2 separate regions of the Mus musculus genome follow, and region 1 is linked to region 2. A link is a contact called in public promoter capture Hi-C data. All regions are on one chromosome and are shown on one strand. Each heading gives the region's core, a stretch centred on a gene start, on an enhancer-like site or on the middle of the called end of the contact. The rest is flanking DNA. Distances are from core to core; before and after follow the strand shown. Region 1 holds the start of Slc10a3 (solute carrier family 10 (sodium/bile acid cotransporter family), member 3). Region 2 holds the start of L1cam (L1 cell adhesion molecule).

Region 1 (5,482 bases), core at 40-2,539, 490 kb after region 2:
GCTCTTATATCTGTTGCTACATCTGAGAGTCTCTGCTTAGAGTCTTCTCAATGTATTACCCTATCAGAGTCTTTTTGTTTGAGACAGGGTCTTGTGTGTGTAGTCCTGTTGGCCTGCAATTCACATGTAAACTAGGCTGGCCTTAAATTCTCAGAGATCTTCCTGCCTCTATGTCTTATGTGCTGTAATTAAAGGTGTAGGCTACCACATTCAGTCCTGTTGTTGTTGCTGCTGCTGCTGGTGAGACAGGTCTTCACTGTGTAGTCTTAGCTAACCTGGAATTCACCATGAAGACCAGGCTGGAACTCAGATCCACCTGCCCCCCAAGTGCTGGGATAAAGGTGTGCACGACCTACCAGAGTTTTAAACTTACAGTGAACCTCAGTATTTCTAAGGGTAGAGTAACATGGGGCGAAAGGAGAGGTCTGCCTCCTTCCCTTTCTCAACTGGATAGTCAACACCTTTGTATTATCATCTGCTAGAACTGGGGCAACTTGATGGCAGTGGATATAGCAGGTTTTACATTATGCTGATTTTGAGTATGGGTCACTTACCCTGGGGGCCCTGGTCCAGCCTTGAATCTCGCTGATGAAGAGGGAGGCAGGAAAACCAGAGTAAGGTAACTAGTCAAGTAGAGAGAAAAGATGTAGGCATCAGAGTAGTGTGAGCCAGTTAAGGGAAAGACTAAGGACCATCCACCCATAACCCCATCCTACCAGCAGGACTAGTGGACCATAGTAGATCACTGCAAGAGGGATTTGGTCCCTATCCTACACTTCTGCTGATAGTGGAGCTGAAAGAGTTAGAGTAAACACACTCCAAGGCTGAGTGAGGAAGCAATACCATCCGGAAGTTTTTTTTTGTTTTTTGTTTTTGTTTTTTCACAGCAGCAAAGTATAGGGGCTGAAGAATAACTGGCAATGATGACCAGGTCTCCTCCGCACCTGACAGTTCAGGGTCTGTCAGGTGGCTAGAGAAGTTAGGAAGGGCTTACAACCCCCACGGGCAGTCTTGGGTTCTGAAGAGCCTCCACGTCACAACCGCACCCGCAAGACCTTTCGCTGGGTCTGGCCAGAGCTGGTGACCACGGACTGCGGACGGAGCCACAAGTCACCTCCCATCCTCACCTACCTGGTCGAAATCTCTCACTTGCTTCCGCGGCCACAGAGCTCCTCACAAGTAGTGGCCCGGGCCGGCAAACGCCGGCAAGTGAGGCCCGTCCTGCCCGGGCCTCGTCCCGCCCCCACAGGCTCCGCCCCACCAAGGTTCCATCCGCGTGCTAGGACTCCGCCCTCTCACAAAAGCACTCGCCCCTGGCGGGCTTGTGTCAGGTTCCCAACGGATGTGACGTTTCTGGAAGCGACGAGCTGGCCCTACCACGTGAGACCTGACTGCCTAAGTCACTGGTATTGGCATGTGGGGCAATAAGTACATTCTTGTGTGGTTACCTCCTCAGATAAAAGTGGGTGATGGGAAGATGATGTCAGAGGACATTAAACTGATACTAAATTAAAGGTCATGTGGTGATTGAAGTGATGGCTCAGTGAGTGTTTACTACCTTTTCAGGACTCTGGTTCAACTTCACATTATCTACTTAGCAGCTTGCAGCCGCCTGTAACTACAGTTCAGGAGCTTTGATACCCTCTTCTTGCCTCTGCCCATACTGGATGCATATGGTGCACATACAAACATACAGCCAAACATATGCATGTCATTTTTTAAAAGGTGACTTGTATCCAGGTAGTTCTGTTATTGCCGTATCTGCTTCTCTCTCCCCCCCCCCCTTTCTTTTTCTTTTTCCTTTTTTTCCGAGACAGTTTTTCTCTGAATATCCCTGGCTGTCCTGGAACTCACTCAGTAGACCAGGGTGGCCTCGAATTCAGAAATCCACCTGCCTCTGCCTCTCAAGTGCTGGGATTAAAGGCATGGACCACCACTGGCCAGCTTGCTTCTCTTTTTTGAGGTGTACAAAATAAACTTGTTTATCTTATTGTTTTGATCTCTTTCTTTCTTCCTTTTCCTTTTTTTTTTTTTCGAGACAGGGTTTCTCTGTGTAGCCCTGGCTGTCCTGGAACTCACTTTGTAGACCAGGCTGGCCTCGAACTCAGAAATCTGCCTGCCTCTGCCTCCTGAGTGCTGGGATTAAAGGCGTGTGCCACCACGCCGGGCTCTTTCTTTCTTTTTAATGAGCCTTGGAGACAGAAGCAGGCAAATTGCTGAGGTCAAGACTAGGTAGGTCTACTGAGAGAGTTCCAGGCCAGCTGTCCAGGGCCACACAGAGAAATTCTGTCTTTAAAAATCTATAATGAGGCTTCTGCGATGGCTCAGTTGATAAAAGCACTTGAGGCCTCTCAACACTACATGTTCAATGGAGGGAAAGAACTGACTCCTAGAAGTTGTCCTCTGACCTACATGAGTACTCATACACAAACTATAAATACACATTTTTTTTTGGTTTGGTTTTTTTGAGACAGGGTTTCTCTGTGTAGTCCTGGCTGTCGCAGAACTCACTCTGTAGACCAGGCTCGAACTCAGAAATCCACCTGCCTCTGCCTCCCAAGTGCTAGGATTAAAGGTGCGTGCCACCACTGCCAGGCTCATACACAATTTTTAAAAAAGGGTCGTTGTTCCCAAAGTTACTGGGGAAACTAGAATAAATGAGTATTGCTTTAAAATGAACCTTTTCTCAGCTATGCTAGCACTTCAAAGGCTGAGACAGGAGAATTGGATTTTTTTTTTCTCCCTGAGACAGGGTTTCTCTAAGTAGCCCTGGTTGTCCTGGAACTCACTCTGCTGACTAGGCTGGCCTCGAACTCAGAGATCTGCCTGATTTGCTTCTGAGTGCTGAGATTAACATGGTGCACCATCACCTGGCAGGAGGATTGGCTATTTAAGGCCAGTTTAGCTGGGCGTGGTGGTGCACGCCTTTAATCCCAGCACTTGGGAGGCAGAGGCAGGCGGATTTCTGAGTTTGAGGCCAGCCTGGTCTACAGAGTGAGTTCCAGGACAGCCAGGGTTACACAGAGAAACCCTGTCTCGAAAAACCAAAGAGAGAGAGAGAGAGAGAGAGAGAGAGAGAGAGAGAGAAGAGAGAAGAGAGAAGAGAGAAGAGAGAGAGAGAAGAGAGAAGAGAGAAGAGAGAAGAGAGAAGAGAGAGAGAGAGAAGAGAGAAGAGAGAGAGAGAGAGAGAGAAGAGAGAAGAGAGAAGAGAGAAGAGAGAAGAGAGAAGAGAGAAGAGAGAAGAGAGAGAGGAGAGAGAGAGAGGAGTTTTAGGATTTTTTTCCCTCCATATCCCCAACCACCCAAAATTGGCTTCTCTCACACCAGTAGCAGAGGTTCATTTCTATGGGGATCAAACCCAGGTCTGTTTTTGTTGTTGTTGTTTTTTGTTGTTGTTGTTGTTGTTTTGGTTTTTGGTTTTTCGAGACAGGGTTTTTCTGTGTATCTCTGGCTGTCCTGGAACTCACTCTGTAGACCAGGCTGGCCTTGAACTCAGAAATCCGCCTGCCTCTGCCTCCCGAGTGCTGGGATTAAAGGCATGTACCACCATGCCCGGCCAAACCCGGGTCTTAATGCAAACTTGACAACACTCTATGACTGAAATATACCACAAGCTCCAAGAGGTTCTTTAGCTTTATGTATTTTTTATTTTTCTAAAAAGATACTTATTTTTATATTATGTATGCATGTATGTGTCTGAGTAATATCTCTTTTTACCTTACAAGTAAATAACAATAATTTTTATGTTACATATATTTGATGTTACATATATTTGTTTTTTAAAAATACATTTATGGGCTGGAGAGATGGCTCAGAGTGTAAGAGCACTGACTGCTCTTCCAAAGGTCCTGAGTTCAAATGCCAGCAACCACATGGTGGCTCACAACCATCTGAATGAGACATGACACCCTCTTCTGGTGTGTCTAAAGACAGCTGCAGTGTACTTACATATAATAATAAATAAATCTTTTAAAAATACATTTATCAGCTGGGCGGTGGTGGTGCATGCCTTTAATCCCAGCACTTGGAACACAGAGGCAGGCAGATTTCTGAGTTTGAGGCCAGCCTGGTCTACAGAGTGAGTTCCAGGACAGCCAGAAATATACAGAAAAATCCTGTCTCAAAAAAACAAACAAAAACAAAAACCAAAAAACCCCCCACATTTATCTGGGACTGGAGAGACTGCTCAGTGATTAAAAGCACAGACTTCTCTTTTAGAAGACCTAAATTTCCATCATGTCAGGTGGCTCCCTACTGCCTATAACTCCAGCTCCAGGGGATCCAATGACCTCTTATCAGTGGCCTTATTAGGCACTACATGCATATGGACAAACTCATACACACTCTGTTGTATGACATTATTCCTGGATAGACTTAAACAAATGTCTACTTACCCCAGATACAGAACTAACAATAGACTAAAGTGAAGATACCTGGACTTTATTGGGGTTACTTACAGGAATATGGGCGAGGAGTTACTTACAGGAGCAGAAATGACTCAAAGATGGCTCCATTACCAAAGCCTACTCCTGTATGGATAACAGTTCATGAATGCTGGAAACCTACAGCATACTGTACATCTGCAGGCAGCTCAGCAAGTCAGGGTGTTCTTTTTCTTTTCTTTTTTTTAAAAAGATTTATTTATTTATTATGTGTAAGTACACTGTAGCTGTCTTCAGACACACCAGAAGAGGACATCAGATCCCACTACAGATGGTTGTGAGGCACCATGTGGTTGCTGGGAATTGAACTCAGGACCTCTGGAAGAGCAGTCTCTCTGGAGCCATCTCTCCAGCCCGAGGGTGTTCTTTTTCAGTGGTTCAGTTGGTGTTAGCTTCTACTAGGCAGCTCATCTGGTGTCTCTGCTTCTTTCAGGCTGCTATGTTTTTTTTTTTTTTTTTTTTTCTAGACTGCCAGATCTGAGCAGCTCAACCAGTCTGAGAATATCTCTCAACAGTTTTTATTGCTTCTGTACTCTTAGAGATGGCGGAGTAGAGTGAATCTAGTCAGTTTCAGGGGCTTTCTGAAGTTATTTTGAGCTGTTTACTTTCTTTCTAAACTAATTTCCTTTCATTATGGAATGTTTCACTCTCTGAGGAAACTTCTACATAACACATATACATATACACAATTTAAAAATAAATATTTTAAAAAGCATTAAATATACATTTATCTGGCAGCTGGAGAGAGAGATGGTTCAGTGGTTAAGAGCATGTATTGCTCTTGCAGAGGATATGAGTTTGGCTCCCAGTACCCACACCAGGCCTGTAACTCCAGTTATAGGAGATCTGATGCCCCTGTCTGGACTTTGAAATCACCTGCAATCATGTGCACATACTCCTACAAAGACACACACACACATAATTTAAAAATAATAAATCTGAGACCATAAATGCATTTTAAAATCTATTTTCAGTTATATTTATTTAATGGATAGATTCAGGCTCAGAAATTTCTCTTTATGGGCTGGAGAGATTGCTCA
Region 2 (5,287 bases), core at 1,944-4,443:
GGATATATGTGGTGATAGGATCATTGGGCTAGGTCATTCTTGCAAGGCCATGTCAACCTCACAGTCCAGAGGAGCACCGAGTTGTTGTCATTTTGGTTGGTACCATTTGCCATGAAAGAGATCTTGCATACATCAATGAACCACCACTCCTCACATGATAGCCAGCAAAGCTGAAGCTCAAGTCTGGTGTGGTGGCACAGGCCTATCATCCCAGCATTTGGAAAGGTTGAGGCATGAGTGCTGCTCTGAGCTTGAGATCAGCCTCAGCTACATAGTGAGTACTAGATTAACTAGTAAAGAAATTGTGGCCGGGTGGTGGTGGCGCACACCTTTAATCCCAAAACTTGGGAGGCAGAGGCAGGCGGATTTCTGGGTTCAAGGCCAGCCTGGTCTACAGAGTGAGTTCCAGGACAGCCAGGACGGCACAGAGAAACCCTGTCTCGAACCCCCCCCCCCCAAAGAAAGAAATTGTGAGGCAGAGGCAGGTAATTTCTGAGTTTGAGGCCATCCTGGTCTAAAGAGAGCACCCCAGGACAGCCAGGGCTATACAGAGAAACTGTCTCAAAAAAAATGAAAAACATAAGGAAAGGAGAGGAGAGGAGAGGAGAGGAGAGGAGAGGAGAGGAGAGGAGAGGAGAGGAGAGGGGAGGGGAGGGGAGGGGAGGGGAGGGGAGGGGAGGGGAGGGGAGAGGAGAGGAGAGGAGAGGAGGGGAGGGGAGGGGAGGGGAGGGGAGGGGAGGGGAGGGGAGGGGAGGGGAGGGGAGGGGAGGGGAGGGGAGAGGAGAGGAGAGGAGAGGAGAGGAGAGGAGAGGAGAGGAGAGGAGAGGAGAGGAGAGGAGAGGAGAGGAGAGGAGAGGAGAGGAGAGGAGAGGAGAGGAGAGGAGAGGAGAGGAGAGGAGAGGAGAGGAGTGGTGGCTGAAGCTCAAAATAGGTGAGGGCCAGTCAGTTTAATGATCAACAGCCAATATGTCCTCTTCACCCTGCTTAGCCAATCATGGAAAGTGTTTCTCATGGAAAGTAGCTATCTCTCAGTGACAGAAGAGTACAGACTTGGAAGAAGCCAACTGGGGAGCATAGCAGGACTCCCCTGTCTGCTAGCCTTCCTTCACTGTCTTCTTTTTTCTCTTCAAATTATCATGAAGGAAATAAACGGGAAATCTGTATTTCAAAAGGACAAGGATGGTATTGGTGACTGGTTACTTACATGTGCATTCTGGCCCAAGCAAGCACTCAGCAGTGAAAATCTATCTAGCAAATGGCTACCCACTCATGGATACTCAGTCCCTGGGCAGTCATTCTGTGAACAGCCCCCATGCCTGTGCATGGTGCTTTGCAGAAGGCTAGAGGCTGGGCACTGGGGGAGGAGTCTCTTGGGAGTAGGTAGTAGCTATCCAGGAGTGCTGTGCTGTGATGAATGTCAAATGTGTTTCCCCCTCCTTGGTAATCAGATCACAGGCAATTCCTAATTTCTTTTGTTCTCTATTTCAAATGTATTTCAGTAAGTTGCTCCTGTGTTTTTCAAATGTACTATAACAAAATATCAAGATATATTGCTTTGGGGATTGTACACACAAAAAATAATAGAGAATGACAGACTTTGGAATACAGCAAGGAGGCAGAGAAGTGGGGAGTTCCCAGTCCCAGCCCTGTCACCAATTCGCCATGTGGCCACAGACCCTTGAGGGTGACTGAAGGATTAGTGCCTGAATGGTAAGCAAGTATATACAGTGCTGCGTAGATGTTGGGCTAGGTAAGAAGCTAGGGTTGTCAAGTCCCACCATCTGCAGCAAGGGGTCCATCAGAGCTGAGGCCTTGGGCAAGCCCCACCCTAGCCACCCTACTAAAGGACCATAAAGGTGGGAAGAAAGGCTGCTGGATCTATTCACCACAAGGGCCATGTGAGTCAGCAAAGACAACACTGGGCTGCTAGTAACCGCTACCACTGGAGTTGCATTAATCAGGATCAAGACATCTACCTGAAAGGGGTGCCAGGCCCCCAGACAGATGGTGGTCCTGCCTCCCTGAGACAGATGGATAGGGGTTATAGACACTAGATCAGGAGGAGCAGTGGGCTATATCTGTTATTCTTTTCATTTCCTATCAATCAACACCCTAAAACTCTGAACCAGATAGAAGGGAATAAGGTATGGAAACGTCCCTCCTCCCATAATTAAACAGAGTATAAAACAATGTCTAAAATCGCTCCAGTCTCTACAGAAAGAGTCCCAGGCACCTTGCTTCCAGAAGTCCCTTGTCCTAAGCCAATGAGGCCCTTCTTCCCTTATTTTTACCTGATGGACCCATGGTCCACACCCATGTGCATCCACAGGCACATCAGTGAGTGCCCAAAACCATCTCTCTTAGTGTAGTCTTTATTGGCCAAAGAACCTAAGGGAGGTTCTGTGCCTGAGAGGAGACTGGTTTTGCAGTGCATTTGAGGGGATCCCCGGAGGGAATTTGGAAAGGAGGAGGTGAAGAACAAAGCCCCCTCCCCACTTTGGGGTGGAGGGGCAGGCAGCGCCCATCCATCCCTGATCCTTCTCCTCCTCCCATTACCGGAGGAGCTTCGCTCAATCTCCCCCACACCATGCTAGACACTGGCTTCTCCCCCACCCCAGCCGCAATCAGGACTTTAGATGGGGATGAGGAACAGCCACGCCCAGAGCCACACCCCACAGCGGTCGACTGGGTTAGATGGACGTTCTGCTGGGTTCACATTTCCTTCCTCACACGCATACACCCACAGGGATATGCCAACTTCAGCTCCACTTGCCCATACAGAACCTGCCTGACCACTCCTGTGCCCCTCCCTAAGCATGCATTTGGGGAGCCGCCCAGTTACCCCTCACCTGTCGAGCTCTGGCACCTAGCCACTTTCTCCAACCCCATTCCAGATCGCAGGGCTCAGAGCTCGGTGCCTAGCATGCATGGGTGGGGCTCCAGCCTTCCTACCGAGGAGGCACGAAACCCACTCCCTCTGAGCCTGAGGCGGGCTGGGTCTGGAACGTAGATGGTCGCTGCTGCGGTCAAGGGGACAAACCAGCCCACCTTACCTGCGCCGATCAGGTTGCCAGCTCAGTCTCTGTGCACGCCGACCTCGGACCTGCCACCCAGCGATGCCGCTGCCGACGCGATGTTGCTGCTGCTGCTGCTGCGGCGGCGGCGGCGGCGGGCGGGGCAGCGTGCGCGGGGAAGTGGGGGAGGAAGAGGGAGGGGGAGGTAGTGAGATCACCTCCCCCGCAGCAGGCCCCGCCTCGCCACACCCTCGTTCCTTGTTTCATCTGAACCTGGCCGCAGAGCCCCGCGCGTGATAGGGACCTCGTGGGGGGGGGGGGTCCTCTTCAGGAGCTCCAGCAGTCCCAGTATCCCCGAGATGAGAGTGACCCCCAACCTCACTATCAAGGATCCCCGCCGCCCTTGAGGCTTATATTGGAAGTCATTTGCAGAAGTATTCTCGGGATCTCGGGGCTGGACAGTGGGGAGAGGATCCAGACTGGGAACCAGATTACCTCGCCTCCACTTGGCCTTCGAGGGCTCTGGCTAGTAATGGGCATTCATATACCATTAGGTCCGGGCCGCGCCCTGGTCATGTGTTTGAATGTATCCGCACTCTCAGGGCAGAGCGCCTCTTGGAACCCCTGCCCAGCCACGACGCTAAGCCAGGGCTCTTCAGGGATGTACGCCTGAACCTGAGTCCCCAGCCTGCGAAGGAGGTGTGGCGAGGCACACCATACAGTCCCTCCTAAACACTAGGTCCCAGATTAGGCTAGAAGGGAAAGTTCTCAGAGAGAGCGCCCTTCAACCTGAAACCCCCTACTTCTGATCTTCCTCCCACTTCCCTCCTGCTCAGTGCCTTATTTCTTTGTCCTCGGGATTGGCCTCTTTCTGACCTTTCCTGGTCGACCTACTCTCGCTTACAGCCCTATGGGGAAAGCTTATGGAAAGGAGATTTTCCCAGTGGCGCCCCCTCCCAGGCTTAGGGCTGTGACCTCCCAAGCGAGGCGAAGCAGAGGGGGCTGGAATTCCAAAGTGAGTCCAGCTAGCTGAAGCTGCAGGGCAAGGAAGGCCTAGGGCCCAGATGGCAGATTGCAGCCCTGGTAGGTATGGTATTTTTATGAGCATGCCTGTTACTCAGTGAAGCATTCTGTAGGTCCTCTGCTCAGCCTGCCAACACTCCCCCAGTGGTGCAATGCCCTGATCCCATGAAAACACTTTTGGCACTCTGGCCTGGTTTCCCTTCTCATATGATCACCTCCTGCCAGCTTCCTTCCCATGAAAGAAAAACTTGGGGATGCCTGCTAGCACTCTGTGAAAGTCTGGATGTCTTTCCAGACATCCAAAGTGTACCATGGAGTCTTTAGGAAGAGTCATCTGAATGAAGTGGAGGCTTAAGCAAAGAGCTCAGAGGCCACTACTCCTTCTACAGGCCTGCCACTTGGCTCAGATGGATTCAGAATGAAGCTGCGGACCGTACTCATGAAGCTTCACTGGTTCAAATCTCCAGGAGACAGCAGAGGAGACTGAGCCAGGCAGCTAGGTCACGAAGCCAGGGGCCTTTTTAGCTGGGCAGAGAATGGTATTTTCCATGAGGCACTGAACTGAGATCAGTTTCATGACTGCACTGATGTAAGAGCGATAGGCCACAAAATTGGCCTCTCCTCTCCAGCTGCTCTCTTCACTGCCTTACTCCCAGACTGCACCCCAACTGGACCTAGTCTAGGGTTGATGCTGTTCTGGAACTTACTTTGTGGCTCAGTTTCATTTTAAACCTACATGCCCCTGTCTCATCCTGCTGAGTGCTAGGATTATAGGTGTTCACTATGTCTAGCTCTGTTTGCGAAGCCTAGACACAAGTTTTATTTCATCTCTCAAAAATCTTTGTCTTTTAAGTGTCAGCACTTGGGAGGCAAAAGCAAGCAGATATCTTGTAAGTTTGAGGCCAGTCTGGTTTACAACGTGAGTTCCAGGCCAGCCAGGGCTGTAATACAGAGAAACCCTGTCTCGAAAAACAAAACAAAACAAAACAAAACAAAACAAAACAAAACAAAACACCAAAAAAAATCAATTAAAAAGTAAAAATCCAATTGCTTGGCATCATGGTACATACCTATAATTTTGGCACTGAGAGGCAAAACAGGAGGACCTTAAGTTTGACACCAAATTGGTTTAGTGAGTTCCAGGACAGTGTGGGATACACTGTAAGAACCTGCTGCAAAAAGAAAAAAATAAATAAATAAAATAATCAGCTTCAGGAATAGGGCTAATGGGTCAGTGCGAGGCTCTCAAA

Evidence for each region. Promoter capture Hi-C pulls out the DNA fragments that hold promoters and counts their contacts.
Region 1: a promoter capture Hi-C map of hippocampal neurons shows a contact between it and region 2, with 5 times the contacts expected there. The contact joins the promoter of Slc10a3 here to the promoter of L1cam in region 2. A contact is called at or near these places in 7 of 39 promoter capture datasets (hematopoietic stem and progenitor cells, hippocampal neurons, liver and 3 more) and 1 of 9 other capture datasets (liver).

What each region holds. Positions count from the first base shown.
Region 1 is chrX:74,372,060-74,377,541 of GRCm38.p6, forward strand. It overlaps Slc10a3 (solute carrier family 10 (sodium/bile acid cotransporter family), member 3), which reads right to left and starts at 1,290. Exons shown (of 3, transcript NM_145406.2): 1 at 1,132-1,290; 2 at 555-623. Gm44504 (predicted readthrough transcript (NMD candidate), 44504) reads right to left here and starts at 1,290. Exons shown (of 6, transcript NR_103489.1): 1 at 1,132-1,290; 2 at 555-623.
Region 2 is chrX:73,877,641-73,882,927 of GRCm38.p6, forward strand. L1cam (L1 cell adhesion molecule) reads right to left here and starts at 3,194. Exons shown (of 29, transcript NM_008478.3): 1 at 3,054-3,194.